Regions from separate parts of the Mus musculus genome. Here regions 1 and 3 are each linked to region 2. Evidence: chromatin contacts called from public Hi-C and capture Hi-C data. All regions are on one chromosome and are shown on one strand. The core of a region is the stretch at or near the end of the contact, and the rest is flanking DNA. Distances in the headings are between cores, read along the strand shown.

Evidence for each region. Hi-C and Micro-C count contacts between places; a contact is called where the count stands out from the background. Capture Hi-C pulls out chosen DNA fragments and counts their contacts.
Region 1: a contact with region 2 is called in a capture Hi-C map of embryonic stem cells, with 4 times the contacts expected there. The contact joins two enhancer-like sites. A contact is called at or near these places in 2 of 484 Hi-C or Micro-C datasets (cerebral cortex and embryonic stem cells), 4 of 115 datasets of contacts at active chromatin or transcription factors (all in embryonic stem cells) and 1 of 9 other capture datasets (embryonic stem cells).
Region 3: a contact with region 2 is called in a Hi-C map of bone marrow-derived macrophages, with 22 read pairs. The contact joins two enhancer-like sites. A contact is called at or near these places in 4 of 15 datasets of contacts at CTCF or cohesin (the NIH/3T3 cell line, large pre-B cells, pro-B cells and 1 more), 35 of 484 Hi-C or Micro-C datasets (the AML12 cell line, B cells, the C2C12 cell line and 18 more), 7 of 115 datasets of contacts at active chromatin or transcription factors (the HPC-7 cell line, embryonic stem cells and large pre-B cells) and 2 of 9 other capture datasets (embryonic stem cells and pancreatic islet).

What each region holds. Positions count from the first base shown.
Region 1 is chr2:5,355,404-5,358,508 of GRCm38.p6, forward strand. All of the region lies in intron 4 of Camk1d (calcium/calmodulin-dependent protein kinase ID), which reads right to left. Among named protein-coding and RNA genes, the nearest start is that of Gm36906, 42 kb to the left of the region's middle. Within about 2 kb of position 1,833, at least 13 of the 459 cell types and tissues checked have an H3K27ac peak or open chromatin away from gene starts, as enhancers often do. A contact at or near this core is called in cerebral cortex and embryonic stem cells, where this site is marked.
Region 2 is chr2:5,799,882-5,802,885 of GRCm38.p6, forward strand. All of the region lies in intron 10 of Cdc123 (cell division cycle 123), which reads right to left. Among named protein-coding and RNA genes, the nearest start is that of Gm29984, 24 kb to the right of the region's middle. Within about 2 kb of position 1,595, at least 104 of the 459 cell types and tissues checked have an H3K27ac peak or open chromatin away from gene starts, as enhancers often do. A contact at or near this core is called in B cells, bone marrow-derived macrophages, cerebral cortex and 2 more, where this site is marked.
Region 3 is chr2:5,415,834-5,418,853 of GRCm38.p6, forward strand. The region is part of intron 3 of Camk1d (calcium/calmodulin-dependent protein kinase ID); the gene reads right to left. Among named protein-coding and RNA genes, the nearest start is that of Gm36853, 65 kb to the right of the region's middle. Within about 2 kb of position 1,603, at least 44 of the 459 cell types and tissues checked have an H3K27ac peak or open chromatin away from gene starts, as enhancers often do. A contact at or near this core is called in B cells, bone marrow-derived macrophages and pre-megakaryocyte-erythroid progenitors, where this site is marked.

The sequences.
Region 1 (3,105 bases), core at 583-3,082, 440 kb before region 2:
CATCCTACCATGTCCTGAAAGACGGGTTGCACACAGCACAGTGCTGACATCATCAGCTACCTGCTTACACCCCTTCCAGGGGAAGAAGGAGCATTCTGGGAGCAAAAGAAGCAGCGACTCCTAGTCCTGCGCCCCTAAAGACCCCTCTCCTGGTTGCTTTTGTGCCAAGCACAGGCTGCAGTCTCTTCTTGTTACCCATCTGCACAGTTCAGGGGAGAGCTCAGACAGTGGTTCCACACTCCTGCTTCAGCCTCCTGGGATTATAGGGGTGTACCTTTGTGCCCAGCTTGTCTTCACTGTGGTTTTATAATATCAGTGACATACGGAAGGGACTTCCTTGGGGCAGACAATAAAACATTGTCTGCAGAGTTTATTCAGAACTGGGGGTTGTCATTAGTCTTGGCAAAGACTGGGGCAGGGCCTGTAGATGCCATGATACACCTGTCTCAGGCTAGTCCCTGTTCTACAGGGCTGAGAAACTCAACACAGAATAGGAACCTGCATTTTTATTTATCCATATTCGTTTTGTGTGACCTCAGTTGATGCTATCCCTCAGGGGGCTGGTGTCAGGACTGTCTGCTAACATCTATCCACCAGGACAGTTCTAAAGGTGTACTGACTGAATAAGTACTTGTGGCTCTTGCCTACAATGAACCTTAAGGGAATGAAAGCAGAAGGAAGGCTATGGAAAGGAAGCTTGTTTTCCCACCCGGTTGCCAGACTGGTTACTCTCCCAGCCCAAGAATAAAGATGTAGTCTTTTTTTGTCAGGCTCCTGGGGAAAATCTTGGGTTGCTAAACATTGAATTTTAGCAATTCTTATAGGTACAGTGATTAGATATGTTTAGAAAGTGTTTTTCTGACCTTGTTGGATATCATTGTTACCTTTCTACCTGTGGAGTTATTAAATGGAGGAGACAGATAATTTGGTAGATCTGAAATGGGGTGGGGGTATATATGTGTGGTGGTGTGTGGTATGGGGTGTGTTTGTGTGTATATATATGTGTGTGCACTGAAAGATTCTGGTATGCAGTCTTTGCTATAAAGAATTTGTAAGAACTGGCCAAGACTCTGTGCTTGACCAAACCTTGGCCAGGCTTCTCTGAGCCCTCTTGAGAACAAAGCCTTGACCTTGCCTCACAAATCCCTCTTGCTCTCACCAGGCCAGCCAAGCACGGTCTTAGCCTGGATCAAGTGAACCCACTTTAGAGCAGTGGTTCTCAACCTGTGGGTCAAATGACCTTTTTATGGAGGTTGCCTATCGGATATCCATCATATCAGATATTTGCATTATGATTTATAACAGTAGCAACATTATAGTTATGAAGTAGCAACAAAAGTAATTTTGTGGTGGTGGGTCACCACAGCATGAGGGACTAAGGGGTCACAGCATTAGGAAGGTTGAGAACCACTGCACCCATCTGCATTGTTCAGGGGAGAGTTCAAACTGGTTTCACACTCCTGCTTCAGCCTCCTGCAATTACAGGGGTGTACCTCTGCCTCCTGGAATTACAGGGGTGTACCTCAGCCTCCTGGAATTACAGGGGTGTACCTCCATGCCCAGCTTGTCTAAGGGGAATCCTTACCCCTGAAATATAATCAAGCTCTTTACCCAGTGCTTCAGATGCTGTTAAACTAACAATTATTCAGATATTTAAATATTTAAAAATGTATTTAATGTATAAGTGCTCTGCAGAGCAGAAAAGGACATCAGATACTCTTATAGATCCTTGTGAGCCACCATGTGGTTGCTGGGAATTGAACTCAGGACCTCTGGAAGAGCAGCCAGGGCTGCTGAGCTACCTCTCCAGCCTATTCAGATACTTTGAAAGACAATGAGTACTCATTAGTACCACCATGGGGGGTTTATAGGTAGAAGACTCTTGTTTAACGCCTATGCTAGGAAGGTTAACAAGAGATTTACAGCAAAGGGAAGGTCAGAGGGCAGTGGACAGAATAGTCCTGTGAATAAGTAAGCAAGGAGCCAGCCAGATCAACTCGGCCGGACTTCTGTTTAAGACAGGAGACAGCGTGAAAAGCAAGCTAAGAAACTTGGGCAGATATCGGGAGATATTCCATGCTAAGTGGATTCAGAATGAGTTTTGCTCAAGCTAGAGTGAGTAAGTAGAGTTCACAGAGAAAGGACAGAGTCAGAGACCAGGTCACAGAGAGGATTCAGGAAAGTTGCAACCAATCAATTCCGTTCAGAGACAATCTCTGTCCATGTATACGTCTGACCTGCCATTTGCAAGAGATTTGTTAGGTTATCTTACTTATTTTTCCATCAGTATTTTGCATTTGTTTGTCTGTTTGTTGTTTGTTTGTTTATTGGCACTGTGGCTCAAATGCAGGCCTTGTATGTGCTGGGTAAGGGTTCCATTGCTGAGCTACATCCAGTACTGACCCCAGCCTCAGCCAGTTAGGCTGTTTTAGCAAGACTCCTAACATCTCTTAATGACTTTCCTTTGAAAAATCATTTTACTTTACATCTGTGTCTGTGTGTGGAGGTGTTGGGACATGTAGAGATCAGTGGTCAGCGTCACTTTTTTTTTAAAGACAGGATCTTTCCAATGAATGCGGAGGCTGCCAATTGGGCTCAGTTGGCTGGATACTGAGTCTGGGGCTGGATACTGAGTCTGGGGCTGGATACTGAGTCCGGGGACCCTCATCTCTGCTTCCCCGGTGCTGGCATTCCAGGTGTGCATTGTCATCCCTGGCTTCCTTATGTGGGTGCTGGCGAGCATCTCAGCTTTTCCTGCATTTTGCACTGAGTCATCTCCTGGTCCTTCTTAGTAACCTTGTAGGTGCTATGTTCTCCCTATCCCACCACTACTCCTCCACTCTACAAGTGCCCACTTGTTCTTCCTTGTGTTCAGAGTACAGCTGGGCTCCATCTCTCTCCTCTGTGCAGCAGGCTCAAACAAAGGCTTTTTTCTTGCTGCGACAAATGTCAAAACATTTTTTTTCTTTAACAGAACCCAAAGGGGGAAAATATTTTCAATCACCCAAAATAGTTACACAAAGAGTTACTGAAGACGGTAGTCATCGTGACAATTTTGTGGATGAAGAATGAGATTTGAAGAAAATCAAATGATGCCAAAGGGTT
Region 2 (3,004 bases), core at 345-2,844:
TCTGATGTCTCACACCCCAAAGGCTCACAGTGATGGGGCCTAGTGGCCACCGCCAGAAACCTCTGAAACAGTGAGCCAAAACCCAAATTTCCTCCTTTTATTTATATCATGTTTCATCAAAATAGAATTAGTGTTATCTAAAAACACAACTTCAAAATATATTACTAAAAAACCAACACAATTAGAAACCAAAAGATTTTAACATGCACGGTTGCTCAATAACTAAAAAATCAAGTGGCCAAAGGAAAAAAAATTGGGAAAGATTTTTTCCCCATGTGATAAAGTCTCCATATAAAAAATAAAGAAATAGCACAAAGAACCCCTGCCAGTATTGCTCATCTGTAATTCTATCCCTTCCCCGAAAATGTGTTTGATCTGAAAAGGATGCGCGTTTGCTTCCAAAGCTACATATTTCAGCAACAAGCCTGGTCTAGATCCATGAGTCTGCAGAACACAGCACACGCTGGACTTCCTTTGTTTGGCATGATCAAGTTACAAAGCCAAACTTACAATAGCAAGACTCAAAATTAAACAACATTCTGTCCAGAAAGCAATAAAACAAGTTATCAGCAACACAAGTCACAGGGAAAAGACTAGAAAGGAACAACATTGATTTTCTAAGACTCTAAAATAAGAGGCAGATGGATCTTTGTGAGTTCCAGGCCAACTTGCTCTACATAGTGAGTTCTGAGCTAGCTAGAGCTATGCAGTGAAACCCCCCCACCTTCTGCCTCTGTGTGTCTCTCTCTTATATACACACACACAATGTAAATAAGGATTTTAAATTCTAGCCGTACATCATCATCCCTGAGGGGGCTTCTGAAACCTTACCCAGTGTCCATCCTAGACTCACAGAATGGGTGGGCTACTGACCTGATGTGCATAGAACAGTTAAGACTCTACAGCCCTGAATCAAGTTGCCCAACAACAATAAACATAGACACGCCAAAGTGTCACTAGGTACAAACACTTCAGTTATATGTCACGAGCCAAACTACTTACAGACACGAGTGAGCTTTCTACAAGAATAGCCACAAAATAATATATTCAAGAAAGTGTCTAACAAACTCTGATACACGTACCATTGAGTAAATGCAAATGGGTTTTACAATATGGTCTAAATCTCGGAACGGAAACTGTCAGGATGTTTAGACTGGCATGCTTCTCGCTTTTAAAAATGAACTCTTTTTCAGATCTGCAGGATCTCAGCTACCATTACTTATATACTCGTCCAACTTCACTTTAATTCCTCAACTCTTTTACAGGCTAAACAGCTGCGTCTACCTGTCAGCCCCACTGAGTTAGTGATCAGGACATTTGCCAGGGACAGGAGGCAGCTTGGCAGGTTCCAACATTTTCAACTGCCGATATGAAATAACTAGTTTAGTATCTATACACTGCAGGCAGATAACACTTACCCCACAGCATATACAGACTGAGATACAGAACTAAATGATAATAAAAGCCTTCCGGGAAGGGAGCGTGTTCTAGACAAAAGGCTGGTTTTACCCTGTTCTAACTGCCTAGATGCTGCCTGCCACAGGCCACACCTCGCGAACACAAGTCTGCCACTTCCACATCAAGATAACTTCCTCCAACGTTCAAGGCTATCTTGTTTGATGCTTCCTGTGGGCAGTACAGCAGCTAGCACAGCACAGACACACACAGCAGGCTGCCAACGTCTTTACCAGGAAGCAGAGAAGCGACTCCTGCCTGCGGGATCAGATGTCTGTCTATGAACTCACCCTGCTTCCCAGGCCTCGGAGGTTTCTTTCCGTCCAGCTGGAACTTTCCCAAGCATCCTTCCTTGTCTCGACCTCTGCTCCCCTGTCCTTTCAGATGTGTTTGTGATTGTGTGCATGTGTGCTGTGTTCACATGTGTCTTCAGAGAACCTGCCTCTCACCAGCCAGAAGTACCAAGGCGACAAGCACTGGCAAGGATCTGGGGACCAGGAGTCCTCACGGACTGTGGGGAGGAAGGTAAGCTAGTCTAGCTGAGGAAGAGCATGCAAGTGCCCTACAAAGTTAAAGAGGCTCCTAGGGAGGCTCGGCCTTTGAAGGCACTTGCTGACAAACCTGAGGTCCTGGGCTTGATCCCAGGAACCCACATGGTGGAAAGACAGAAGCACACTCAAGTCCATGTTCTCACACGATCAATGTAAATAAATAAAGAGATTAAAAACAGACACACCATATGACCCAGCATCCCAGTTCTTGGGCATACATCCAAAGACGTGAATACCTGAAAGAACAGTTGTCCCCCAATCTCAATTTCCACACTACCCACAACAACCTGGAAGTGCAGACAAATAGATAAAGAAAATGTGGTCCAAACACACAACAGAACTGTTGAGCAATAAGAAACATAGCTGCCTAGTACTCTGGGGCAATGCGGATGAACTGGGAGGCGTAATGTAAGTGAACTAATCCAGGAAAAAGGGCAAATACCACAGGATCTCATTCATATGTGAACTCAACCAGGGATCTTCCACGGGTCAAGGGTAGAAAGACGGCTACCAGAGGCTGGTGTGGGGAGCGACGTGGCAGAAGATGATCAATAGTTAATAAAGAAGAATAAGAAGTTCTGTATGCTACTGCACAGAGGGGAGACCATTGGGGCCTCCAACATTTAACTACTGGGATAGGATACTGTCACCTCCAACGTCTCTAGTGACACTTATACCTATCCTGGAGGCTGGGGTGCCTGCCAGACAATGAGGATGTGCTGTCAGTTCAGTAAACTCAGGCCAGAAACGGGAGAATTTTGAATGTTCTTACCATAAAGGGATGACAAACATTTGAGTAGGAACTCCTTTGGTTTCCCATATGAATGAAATCATGTAGTACTTGCCCTTTGCCTGGATTAGTTCACTTATGTAAGGAATCCAGAACTAAACAGGACATGATGCAGACATGCACTCAAACATTAAATTCATATCCAATTTATGTTTTTATATATTAGATAAAAAATAAATTTAAGTTAAAAGTGTTAATCTGGGGCTAG
Region 3 (3,020 bases), core at 353-2,852, 380 kb before region 2:
AACACATTATTATACTGCTGCTGTCTGATATGCTAAAGTTACAGCAAAAGCTTAATTAGCCCAGCCTCCACTAATTGGTACCCTGGGTAATGGCAATTATTATTTTTTTCTAAATTCTATTTTTAAGAGAAAGAAGCAATTGACACTTAAGGTACATCAACTGCTGATGGAACAAAGCAAATAGCAGGCTGTGTTCTGAGAATGGGGTATGTCTCGCCCACTACAACTCCTCTCCCCAAACTGAGAAACCCTCATTTCCCTGTCAAGTTTGATTTTAAGTGTCTTTGGGATGGGTAATGTTTTCCTGAATAGTACAGTTACTTCATTTTCCACTAAAATCCCAAGAAATTTATATCTCTATATAAACTGTGTAGCCTTTCTTAGTTGGTTGGTGTTGGATCCTGAATATTTCCCAAAGGTCTATGTCTTTAAGGATAGTATCATTGGTAAGGGGTGCTGGACCCTTTAGTGGTGGCACCTAGTGTATCATTGGGGCATGTCTCCGATGGAGATTAAATGGCCCTATCTTCTCTTCCTCTCTTGCTTCCTGGTTATGGAATGAGCAGTTTGCTATGCCTTAAACCCTTTGGGTTCAACTAGTTAAAGCCTGGAGTTTGCAGTACTGTCAGCCAGAATATAACTCTTATTCACGGTTATCTTAGGTGTTTGGTTATATGGTGGAAACCTAACACACAACCTAAACAGCTGTTTTGAGCTTTCTGGACCAAGGTCAAGACATTAGTTGTCTTGAATTCTAACACATCAATACCTGGGAGCATTACTCCTACACTAAACAATAAATAATTGATGGGAACATGATCATTTCTGCCTTCTATAACTGTATCTACAATATTGTAGCACAATTTGGAATTCAGGTCAATACTCTAACATCCTAAATAGATAAGGAAGAAACTATCTTCATATGACTAAAGAGTCAGTCAGTAAGGGTGCTACAGGACTCTTTTATGTACTCACTGTGTAAAAGCTTCACCTGTCAATTAAAAAAAAAAAAAGAAAGAAAACCTATGAGCAATGAGTTGATGCAGGATTAGGAGGTGGGACATCTGGCAGAAAGGAAGAGAGAAAGGGGGGGTGGGGGGAATGCTGGGATAGAGACAGGCAAAAAGGGGCAATTCTCCTGGGAATGGTGATAGAGACACTCTTGTGATTCTGAGGACAAGGTAACCAGTCATGTGACATATCTTCGAATAGAATAAATGGGTACTTAAGTTATAAGCTAGTCAGGGAACAAGCCAAAGCTATTAGCTTAGGCATTTATTCATATATAATAAGTCTCGGAGTCTTTATTTCTTGGAACAAAGAGGACTGGTGGAAAACACAAGGTTACAGGTAGCACCAACTACACAGGACTTTGATGTATCTAAAAAGGATGTTCGGCTCCATCTGAGATAGTGAATCAAGGAGTTTCCCATTATCAGGACTGAAGCACCTCTGCTCCTGAGGCATTCTAGCTCAGCAACACACTGCCCATTCTAGAGTCACGTGTCCCAGTTAAGTAAGACTGAGGCTTGTCTGGGGTTGGGGATCAGACAGAGTGCTTGCCTAACATGTGAAGGTCAAGCCTGAGTTCAATTTCAGCACTGAAAAGTGCCCTTTGAAATGGCTTTTATACATGTTCCCCCTGGACCTTTTGCCTTCTGCTGGGCAGACAGCTAGACCCATGGTAGAGCATGAGAGCCTGCCTGCAGGAGTCTAGGCATGGAGCCAAGCCCAGATAGACAGCCAAGGCAGGAAATGCATATCATGTCTATCCCCTTATATTTGAGTTTAATCCACCCGGGGAGAGAAGAATTAGATTCCCTTTCTATGTGGGATGTTTGGAGAAAGATAAAACTACCATAATTTATAGCACACTCCTCAAGCGAATTTGAAGAACCAGAGACAAGGTCAGCGTCAGAAGGATCTGGAGGAAAAGGTTTTGAAGTGGAAAGCATAGAGTGATTATCACAACTAGACATGCAAGAAACCAAGCTTCCTTAAACAGAACTGAACTGAAAGGCAGCAGTTCCCCTGACCAGGGAAAGCCCCTATAGGCCTGCTAGTCTTCTGAAGGAAGGGAACTGAGAGAACTCTGTAACAGTCCATCACACAACTCACTAGCAAAAAGCATATGCAGGTTTCGTCTTGGTAGGTTGTCTGTAAGTCACTTTATCATCTTAGTGACTAAACCAGCCAAAGTGGAAATCCCTGGCCACAAAATAATCTATCGCCCATTTAAAAACTAGAAACACCTACACTTAATGGAGTTAAAATTCCAAAATAATTCAGTGGGGGAGAAGCTCTATAGTATACATGTTTGGAGAAAAATATTTGGGAAGAAATTAAAACCTAAGTATCCAGTAGCCTCATTACTTGTGGATTTCATATTTATAAATTTACCTTCTGGCTGAGACATCTGTGCAACTCCCAGATAACTACCTGGGGCAGTTTTGTGGCCATTCTTCCAGAGGAGAGAAAATCTGAGTCCCGTGATAGACACATTCCCAGTTGAGGGCATGCTGTGACTTCAAGTTTCAACCCTAGGTGCAATATGCAAATCCCACTTTGTAAGTTGATTTAATGTTCAGCTTTTCACATATATGGGGGGATTGTTGGTGCTGTTTACTGCTTTCCAGGTGTCCAAGCAATGTCCTGGGGTCTGTCTTCTGTCTCTAAGCTCAGCAAGCCTGAGGTGTGTTTTCTACAGAAAAACATGTAAGTTCCATACCTGATGAGGTCTGAGTTATACTGATGTTGGCCATGAACTCAACATTAATGAATCAGCAACATATACTAAACAAGGCACCTTTTTAAAAAAGCCATACTTTATCTACTATTAAGTAGCAACACACAAGATTCTAAAAATCTGTGACCGAGGGTTTCGGAAGGGAGGGACCTGATCCTGAACTCCCCCTGGGAGCAACGGTTTGGCATTCACTAGTTCAGTGAATGTGGTGGCTTTATACGCCTAAGAATCTCAGTGGGTAAATGGTATAGTTAACCACGAGGTAAAAAAAAAA